2 separate regions of the Mus musculus genome follow, and region 2 is linked to region 1. The links are chromatin contacts, called in public promoter capture Hi-C maps. All regions are on one chromosome and are shown on one strand. Each heading gives the region's core, a stretch centred on a gene start, on an enhancer-like site or on the middle of the called end of the contact. The rest is flanking DNA. Distances are from core to core; before and after follow the strand shown. Region 1 holds the start of A830005F24Rik (RIKEN cDNA A830005F24 gene). Region 2 holds the start of Barx1 (BarH-like homeobox 1).

Evidence for each region. Capture Hi-C pulls out chosen DNA fragments and counts their contacts.
Region 2: a promoter capture Hi-C map of liver shows a contact between it and region 1. The contact joins the promoter of Barx1 here to the promoter of A830005F24Rik in region 1. A contact is called at or near these places in 15 of 39 promoter capture datasets (the 3T3-L1 cell line, the C10 cell line, the HPC-7 cell line and 6 more), 2 of 15 datasets of contacts at CTCF or cohesin (the G1E-ER4 cell line and embryonic stem cells), 12 of 484 Hi-C or Micro-C datasets (the N1E-115 cell line, Sertoli cells, embryonic fibroblasts and 6 more), 20 of 115 datasets of contacts at active chromatin or transcription factors (the 230-238 cell line, T-cell acute lymphoblastic leukemia, craniofacial prominence and 10 more) and 3 of 9 other capture datasets (adipose tissue, liver and pancreatic islet).

The regions. Positions count from the first base shown.
Region 1 is chr13:48,512,178-48,517,024 of GRCm38.p6, forward strand. A830005F24Rik (RIKEN cDNA A830005F24 gene) reads left to right here and starts at 1,393. Exons shown (of 2, transcript NR_165458.1): 1 at 1,393-1,452; 2 at 1,957-2,662. It overlaps Zfp169 (zinc finger protein 169), which reads right to left and starts at 1,259. Exons shown (of 5, transcript NM_026450.3): 1 at 1,118-1,259.
Region 2 is chr13:48,661,320-48,666,047 of GRCm38.p6, forward strand. It overlaps Barx1 (BarH-like homeobox 1), which reads left to right and starts at 1,717. Exons shown (of 4, transcript NM_007526.4): 1 at 1,717-2,020; 2 at 3,707-3,998; 3 at 4,082-4,166; 4 at 4,509-4,728. The coding sequence starts at 1,798. The coding sequence ends at 4,673. It overlaps Gm36606 (a long non-coding RNA gene), which reads right to left and starts at 1,473. Exons shown (of 4, transcript XR_382336.3): 1 at 1,220-1,473.

The DNA of each region.
Region 1 (4,847 bases), core at 143-2,642:
AAAACCAGCCAGTACAGACAATAGGGCAACTGTACATACAAGCTCACTGCAGTTACAACACCATGCACAAGACCCGTGCAAGCCCAAACCAGAACAAATCTCAGCACAGAGACAAGAGTTCGGCACCAAATACCTAGTACCAAGCTACGGCAATTACTAGCTGCTGGGAGAGGAGGAGAAGGGTTTCTCTAAGAGTATATAGCCCGAGGTAAGCCAATAACAATCCAATGAAATATTCAAGAATATTGAATTCAGCATAAGTTAGTCTTAAAGGGTTTTGAAACAAAAAAGAAAGATAGGTCACAAAGATAGGTGGACTGGGGACAGAATTTTCAGTGGTGAATATAATCAAAATGAGTTGTATATATAGATCAGAGAACTAAAGAGAAAAGGAGAAACCAGGCTACACCGCCAGAAATTCAGGGAGCCAACAAGCCCTGGGTCATGGGGGAAATGTCTCTTCCCATTACATCACTCCAGGCTCTTGGAAGATCCCAGAGCTCAAGGGAGCCACACAAGGTCATTAGCCCACAATGTGTAAAAAGGCCACCCCCACTCCCCCCTACACACATATACACACAGGCACGCACGCGCACACACATACACACCACACACACAAGCCTTGTCACACACCAAGACTCCAAACTTCAAGACTAGCTCTAGTCTCTTGGTCTTTGCCGTTGCATTCAGCCAGGCAATTCTGTATGTTTTCCCCGCAAGGCAAGCGACCAAGCTGTATTTCCAAATTCATGATGAGTGCAGCTCCCCAAGACTTCTGTCCTCACCAATTCAGACATTTGTTCCTGTGGAGGATGGCTCTGATCCCTCACAAACCTCAACAGAGAGCGGGGGTGGAAAGGTGACATCTAGATGCCCCAGGTCCAATCTCCCTGACCTGGCACTAACACAGGGGACACACCTACAGCGTCATAGCCTGGGAAGCAGGCCAGACTGACCTGTAGCTTGTTTAGGACAAGATAGTGGACCCCTAACCCCGTTCTCACATGGCCCCCTCCCCATCCCAGGGTCTTCACCGAGACCCTCCTCCGGGATGGGCAGAGAAGCTGATTCCACTCCCAAAGACTCCACGCATCGAGGATGGAGCAGCGGCAGACACCTGAACCTTGTGGGTGGCCCACGCCAGCTCTCCGGACTCTTCCCCGCCTGGAGGGATCTGCAAGAGCCGAGGACGTCTGCACTTTCGCTCACCAGAACCGCAGTAGAATCGTCCACAGGCACAGGTGACGACTGCAGGATGCGGAAGTACACCGACCGGGGTGACGCGCGCGCACTTCACTACCCACGCAGCGCTAGAGATGGGGGAACTACAATACCCAGAATGCCGCGTACTGCAGGACACCCCATGCTGACTTGGCTGCAACCCGAAGCTTCAGACTATAGGAGGGGCTCCCTAGCACTGCCGGACTCTTTCATTGACTGCAAGACAACAGGGTAAGATCTTAGAGAAACAGAAAAAAAGCAGAAAAGCCAAACCGAAGTAATCTTTGCGTACTTCTAAGGAAGCTCATTAATCAATTCTTTTAAAAAAGATGTGCTATCTAGATGCCTTCCTCCTGCCAATTCAATCTTGGTTGGTTTTTTGTTTGTTTGTTTGTTTTGTTTTTTTTCTTTTTTACGTGCCTGTGAGTCGTGTGTTTTAAACTGCAGCATGTGTGGATACTGTGGGTGTTGTTTCTTGAAAATAATACTTTTTTTAAAAAATGATTACAAAAAGACAAGGGCAAACTAAGTTTGAAGATATTCATAGTGTAATGTTTTAAACTATTTTGCTCATACAAAAAAACACTTCTTGGTTGTAACAGAAAGACAAAAATCTTTGCGAAAAGACTAGGAATTTGAGCGGAACTCAATTTAATTGAATTTGAATTTTCAATTGTATTTCTAGTATTTGACGTGAGCAGTATTTTCAAATTATTTCCCATTTGCTTCTTAAAGTGAGGTGGCAAACAGCAGAAGTCAACAGGGACCAGATTCAGTCTTCCACATAAAACAAGCTTTAAAAGGACAACATGGACTAAGAAACCGATGGGGAAGCACTGCACACAGAAACAATGGAGGAATATCAGTGATGTGGACAATAAACGAAGTGAGCAGCGAACTCCCCTGGTGAGAAACCGTTCTGGCACAGAACAGAGAAGGGAGACCCGAGCAAGACCTGGAGGTCAACCTGAGACGAAGCCGGGGCCCTGGGGAAACCAAGGCAGCTTCAGTTCAAAGGACAGTACGAAGGACCAGAGAAATCCACAGAGGTTCAGTGGCTCCTTCCTCGGGCGTTCACCGAACACTGACAGCACGCGACACACAGCTGTGCCATCCCAGGGAAAAGTCCCGGGAAAAATGTCAGTGGGAATAAAGGGGGTGAGGAACAACACCTCTTCCTATGAGGCCATAAAGCCTTCAGAGTTGTACATAATACCTGGAAATGGTTTCATCTTGATAGGAAGACAAGATGGGGCCCCCGAGCCTTTCTTGTTTCACCTAGGAAAATGCAAAACTAAGCCTAGAAAAGATCAAATTGTTTACAAGTAACTTCATTTTATTTTTTTTTAAGTTTGAGCATACTTAGGATACACGCCACACTTGATAAGGCAAAAAACATGGAATGTCAAGTTTTCAATTAAAAGATGTCATGCCAGTAAAATGGGTCTATATTGTTCAGATAAAGAAAAAATAAAATCAGTAAGAATAATACTAGGAAATAAGGAGAGGCGCTGGAGAGGTGGCTACCGAGTGTTAAGAGCACTTGGGAATCTTGCAGAGGACCCAGGTTCAGTTCCCAGCATCTATAAGATGGCTCACAACTGCTTAGAATTCCACTTCCAAGGATCAGATGCCCTCTTCTGGTCTCTACAGACAACTGCATGCACACAGTGCACTTACCTGCAGGCAAAACACATTAATACTTATAAAAATAAATAAAAATGCATTAAATAAAAATACATTAAGTAAAAAGAAATATCATGTGGAGATGGTCTCAGTGGATAATGTGCATGCCATGGTGCTCAAGCATGAAGATTCGGGTTCGGATGCTCAACACCTTGCTTCAATTTTGTTGTTGTTGTTTTGCATTTTGAGATAGGGTCTCTCCAGAAACTGTCCAGAAACTCACTTTGTAGCCCCTGCTGGCCTCAAACTCACAAAGGTTCATCTGCCCCTACCTACCAAGTCCTGTGATTAAAGGCGTGTGCCACCATGCAATTTGTATGACTAGAGTGGCAGAAAAAGACACCTGACGTCAGCCTCTGACCTCCACACACATGCACATGTGCAAACACATACGTACCCACACCACACACACACACACACACACACACACACACACACCCGCATGCTCGAGTGTAAAAAGATAGAGAGAGATAAAGGGACTGGACCCAGAACAGACCTCAGCAGCTGGGACCCAGCTGAGGAGCCAACTCTGCTCATAAATCCGAAACACTTCCAAAAGCCATCACCTAAGATAAGCTAGGTTTGTAAGGTTTTTTTAAAATCCATCTCTTAAGACACTAAGAACTTTCTGTCTCAAAATTGCTATAATGCCCTTCAGTTCATTTTTTTTTTCTCACAAGAGTATGCACACTGGGTCAGGAAAAAAAAAATGAAGACATGATGTCTACTGCTCTAGAGGAGGTGAGACCTGGGAGAACGGAGTCAATAAATGAAGCCGACTAGAAAGTCTTATGCAATAGCCAACTTCATTCAGAGCATCAGCCAGTTTATACTGAGAGTTAAGAAAACTCAAAGTCCTCATGAGTTCAAGCTGTTAACAACCACAAGGAGAAGCCAGGTGTAGGACAAACGTGTTTTTTCACAGAAGTGAAACATTTAATTGACTAACACCAGCAAGCAATAACAAGTAATGATGAGTCACCTGAAGAAAGCGCTCTGCTATTTGCTCCACCTGGGAGGAACAAGAAACTGCATTCAAAACAGGAAATGTGTTCTTGGGTGTAGTTTCATGTTTTGAAGAAATGGGTCACAAGACTCTCGGGGTTTGTTTTGTTTTTAGTTTTCTCACAAACATTCAGAATTCTCACACTACTCCATTCTTGGACCTTGTTCTGACAGTATGACACATGGTAGAGACGAGATCTTTTTCACTGTTAAAGAGAAGGTCATTATAAGCAAGGGGGGAGATGCAGTCAGGATGTGGTACCAGAGTAGGATGGGATACATCATCATGCATCCCGGTATATTTTAATAGAGATGCAGGTGGATACTGAGTGTACTGGCTAGTTTTGTGTCAACTTGACACAGGCTGGAGTTATCACAGAGAAAGGAGCTTCAGTTGGGGAAATGCCTCCCCGAGATCCAGCTGCAAGGCATTTTCTCAATTAGTGATCAAGGGGGAGGTCCCCTTGTGGGTGGTGGCATCTCTGTGCTGGTAGTCTTGGTTCTATAAGAGAGCAGGCTGAGCAAGCCAGGGGAAGCAAGCCAGTAAAGAACATCCCTCCATGGCCTCTGCATCAGCTCCTGCTTCCTGACCTGCTTGAGTTCCAGTCCTGACTTCCTTGGTGATGAACAACAGTATGGAAGTGTAAGCTGAATAAACCCTTGCCTCCCCAACTTGCTTCTTGGTTATGATGTTTGTGCAGGAATAGAAACCCTGACTCAGACACTGAGACACAGCCATCTAGTGTGCATGGCTTAGATGCTCACACAGGTGATTCCTAGCCCTGTCACCTGAAGGAATCCAGAAACAATTACAGCCCCATAGTAGTGAGCACATCTTCCCACATTTAGTTCCTAAGCCACTCTGTAATAATGTAGGAACCAGAGTTTCCTATATGGGATATACAGAGAATATACATTGTGAATCTATATAATAT
Region 2 (4,728 bases), core at 467-2,966, 150 kb after region 1:
CTGACTCAGAAAGTCGCTGCACATTTGGCTGAGCTGTAGCAATGAGCTTTGGGGGGGGGGGGTCTGCATCTCAGCAGAACATTTGGAAAGATGCCCTTTGTCCCCTTCCCAGGCTCAATGGTCAAAGGCTATTGGTCATTTCTTAGTGTCCCGGATGCTACAGTCCAGTAGGCTTCTGAGCCCTCCACCCCAACCCCGTCAGCAGGCAGAAGAAATTATTTCAACTTGGAGAGTTGGGATATAGTGTGATGAACTCAGTTTCCCAGCAGTGAGGGCTTAGGCTCTGTGGAGAGCATTCGTGGGAAGTAGGAGTGGCTTAAAACATGGAGTCCAGTCTAGGAAGGCTGGACAGGGTGGAGACAGAACCCAAGACTCCTGAGAGAGGCAGATAGGAAATACAGCAAGTCCTCTCCTAGCCTCCTGAGGACACCCTACCCTTCTTGCTACCCCTGAACAGCTGGCATGGGTCACCCTGGGTATAGAAAAGTCTCACCTTCCATCCCCACAAACTCCCTGGAGCCAAGAGTCAAGTCTTCCAGACTTGAGACAGCTCAGAAACTGTCAGTGCCAAGACTCAAAGAGGCACACTCAACAGAGGTTAATTTGGGGAGAGAAAAAGAGAATGATCTAACAGCCCCATCTTTAGTCCTGTGAGAGACTGGAGGCTCAGAGATGGAGCTAGGTCCCCAGACTCTCAGAGTATTCCATGATCCCCTGCCTCAAAGTTCATCCAGTGACAGTCTTTCCCCTTTTTATTCATCTGCCCTTATTCTATCCCTTGCTCTAAGTAAACATAACTCAGCCCACTAAGTCTGGTGGTTGCCAGAGAAAATGTGTCCAGGTAAGCTTAAATTAGAAATTTAGGTAAATCCTAGTTGGAGAATCTTTTTTTTTTTCTCCCAGGGTAGCTTCAGAGATTTGAGATCAAAATGGTAAACTGAGGTTGGGGTGGACAGGGAAGGGGGGGAAGTGGTGCACAGGCATGGTCACCACCCTGCGAGTTACACCCCGGTGTATTGCACTGGATCCCTACAGCATCTCGCAGACCTGGGAAAGCTGTTTAAGGCTACCCCTTTCCCAGCTTGGCTTTTGCCCCTCCTCCTCACCACCACTCCAGCCCCTCCCCATCCCACCCAGTCCGCTGGCCTTGCTGCTGTGCCCTCCCCGTGCCCTCCTGCACCTCTGGGGCTCTCTCCTCTCTACGTCTCGGCGCACTCACGTCTAAGAGGCGTCTTGGACACCTTCACATCACTGCCTAGGATCCTGCGTGGTCCTTGCTGTCTGTCTTCAGACTTTTTCACGCCTCTCATTCAAGATCCTCGGTTTGCCCATCTCCGCAGTGTCCTATCCTCAGGGCTGTCCTCTTGGGCGAGCTCTCCTCTTTTTCCCTTGGTCCCGGCCTGCGAGCCCCTATCCCGGGCTCTTTCCCTCCTTCCCTCCTCTCAACCTCCTTTCCTCCCTCCTGGGTCCCTCCCTCCGGCTGGGCCTAGTGGGTGGGGGGCGGCAGCGCGGGGCGGGGCGGGGCAGGGCGGGCGGGGCAAGGCAGTGACGCGGGGCTGGCCAGGCTAGAGGCGCGGCGGCGCGGGGCGGGGACGCAGTCCCGGGTCCGACTGGCCGAGCCCCGCGCGCCCCGCCCGCGCCCTGCGCCTCCGCCCGGCCAGCCGGCGGGGGAGGGGGCATGAGCCGGCGCCCGCGCGCCGCCGCGAGCTGCGGGCCGGCCTAGAGCCCCGCGCGGGCCCCGCGCCGGAGCTTAGCCGCCGTCGCTTCCTAGCCGCGGGCGCATCCCCGGGAGCCGCGATGCAGCGGCCAGGGGAGCCGGGAGCCGCGCGCTTCGGTCCGCCCGAGGGCTGTGCGGATCACCGACCGCATCGCTACCGCAGCTTCATGATCGAAGAGATCCTCACTGAGCCTCCGGGGCCCAAGGGCGCAGCGCCCGCGGCCGCCGCTGCCGCCGCGGGCGAGCTGCTCAAGTTCGGCGTACAGGCGCTGCTGGCCGCCCGGCCCTTCCACAGCCACCTGGGTACGTGCAGCGGCCGCCGCGCAGAGGACTGGGCTTGGCGGGCGGGTGGGAGTCGGAGACCTGGGGTTGTCCGTAATTCATCCTCTTTCTCCCCTGTTTCTGGAGCGACCTGGGATGCAGCTCAGCGCAGGCCCGAGGCACCTACCTCTCTTCGCGCACTCCAACGGGAAAGTGGAGGGTGCGAGCAATGAGCTAGGCAGAAACCAGGCCTTGTGTCCTCGCGTCAGACCAGAAGAGAGTTTGTCTTCTGCTTCAGGGCGGCTTCGAGTTTTTTCGAATCGGGTGATAGGCGAGGCCAGGAGCCAGAGACCGCATCCCTATGGTTGCTACAAAATCAATCTACCGAGCACTCTGGATCAAAATGACTTCAAACCAGGGGAAGCCTGAGTTTCGCGGTAGGGTTGGCTGGGCATAACAGTAGCTGCCCAGACTGGGAAAGCTCTGGAGAAGAGGGTCGTGTCGCATAGTGTTGGATGCCCAAGCCATCCAGGAGCCTTTCAGAACCCCGTGCTTTCCAGTCAGCAACCGACCGAGGCCTGTGCTGCGGCCAGGGTCTCCGTAGGCCTTGTTTGAGGGAAAGAGGCCTGGTTGTGATCCGCTGCCCAGTTGGTCCTTCCATCCCGAGATCTGCTGGGCTTTCGTGCGTCTTGAAGCACTTGCTCAGATCTTTTCTGTCTCCGTCTTGTCTCTTGGGAGATTGTGAGGCAGTCTGCCCTGTACTGCATCTCGGCTTAGGGCTTAGTGACTCTCTTTGGTTGACCTCCTTCCTAGCCTTTTGGTAAAGTGGATCTGTCTCCCCTCTACCTCTCCCCCTCCGCAAGATTCTCTTCCCACTTCCTGCTATGTTTTCTATGCTCCCCTTACCCTGATGGTTCTCAGCCAGGCAGATCCATCCTTTCCAGTATCTCTTTTAGGAGAAGCCTACCAGGAAAGGAAGCGTCCAATATAGACTCCAGCTCAGCTAGCGGCCTCCGGAACCGGCCCCAGATTCTGTCCAGTCTTGGTAGCAGCCAGTCCAGTTTGCCTCTTTGATGTTCATCTGGTTCACAGCCTCTCTGCTGCCGTTCACTATAAAAGGACTCTGTTGTTGGCAATTCGTTTGAAGCGGGCAAACAGCCGATTTAGGGCTAAAGAACATGGAGAGGTCTTCATGCTTCTTGGGGGGAGGGGGTCTGAACAGAGGAAACAAGAAAGACAATTTTCAGGTTCAAAGGATGCTTTGGTGACCCTTTCCTCGCCAATGTCCAAGCCTCAGCCAGTGATGTAGGTACAGCGCCCAGAAAAACAAATGCTCACATTCCACAACGTTCTTTTCCCAATGCAAAAGCTCCCCCACCCCCGCCCCCGCTTCCAAATTCACCCGTTTCTTCTTAGTTTCTCTTTTTCACGAAAGGCATACTCTATGTCCTCGGAGCAGCGAACTTGCTCTAAAGCATCCTGAAATCTCGGAGCCTACTGGCTCATGGGGACTCCAAAAAAGAGCAAAGGATGCGAGGGATACTCTTTTCTAGACTCCTCGGGATAGCTACCTGAAGGAGGGTCGCCCAGGATGCTGGGTTTAAATCCCCAGGGAGTGGCTGGTTCGGGCTCCCAAACGCAGCAAAGCGCTGTGGCGTGGGAGGCTGGAATCCAGTTCACCCAGATCTTTCTCTCTTCTCTCTCTCCCCTTCTCTCTTTGCTCTGTAGCGGTGCTGAAGGCTGAGCAGGCCGCAGTGTTCAAGTTCCCACTGGCGCCGCTCGGCTGCTCCGGGCTGGGCTCGGCGTTGTTGGCCGCCGGGCCTGGGATGCCCGGCCCCGCAGGCGCATCGCACCTGCCGCTGGAGCTGCAACTCCGCGGGAAGCTGGAAGCAGCTGGCTCTGGTGAACCTGGCGCGAAAGCCAAGAAAGGACGCCGGAGTCGCACCGTATTCACTGAGCTGCAGCTGATGGGGCTGGAGAAACGCTTCGAGAAGCAGAAGTACCTCTCTACCCCTGACAGGTAGTGCCGGGCAAGACTGGGCTCGAGGGAAGGGTAGGCAGGTGGTGGCCTGACCCGCTGAGGGTGTGCGTTACTCTTTCCAGAATAGATCTAGCTGAGTCCCTGGGCCTGAGCCAGTTACAGGTGAAGACGTGGTATCAAAATCGGAGGATGAAATGGAAGAAAATAGTAAGTGTGGCTGGTGGCTTCCTGCGGGCTGGGGTTTCCTGGGCTTTGTCCTTGGTGTCCTCCAAGAAATACCTTCCCGCCCTCCTCACACTAAGACTTCTGCCCATCCCATCCCGTGAACTGCTGTGTCTGCTTGGGTTCATTAGGACAGAACCCCCATCCCCGGCACCTCCTGGCAGCTTCTAACTCCTCCATCTTCCGCTCGTTCTCCTCAGCAGTTCTTTAAACCTCCACCGTTTCTTTAGGGCCTAGAGTCACTGTGATGCCGTGGTTGGGCCCTGGGCATCCGGTGGTCCTTGATCGGATTCTTTCCTCACCTAGTACTGTTCATTCACGGAACAGGTGCTGCAAGGTGGCGGCCTGGAGTCCCCCACCAAGCCCAAGGGACGGCCCAAGAAGAACTCCATCCCCACGAGCGAGCAGCTCACGGAGCAAGAGCGTGCCAAGGAGACAGAGAAGCCAGCGGAGACGCCGGGCGAGCCCAGCGACCGAAATTGCGAGGACTGAGCGTCGCCGAGGATGCGGCTGGCGCGGTCGGCGGGGACCCAGGAGCTGGCCCTTC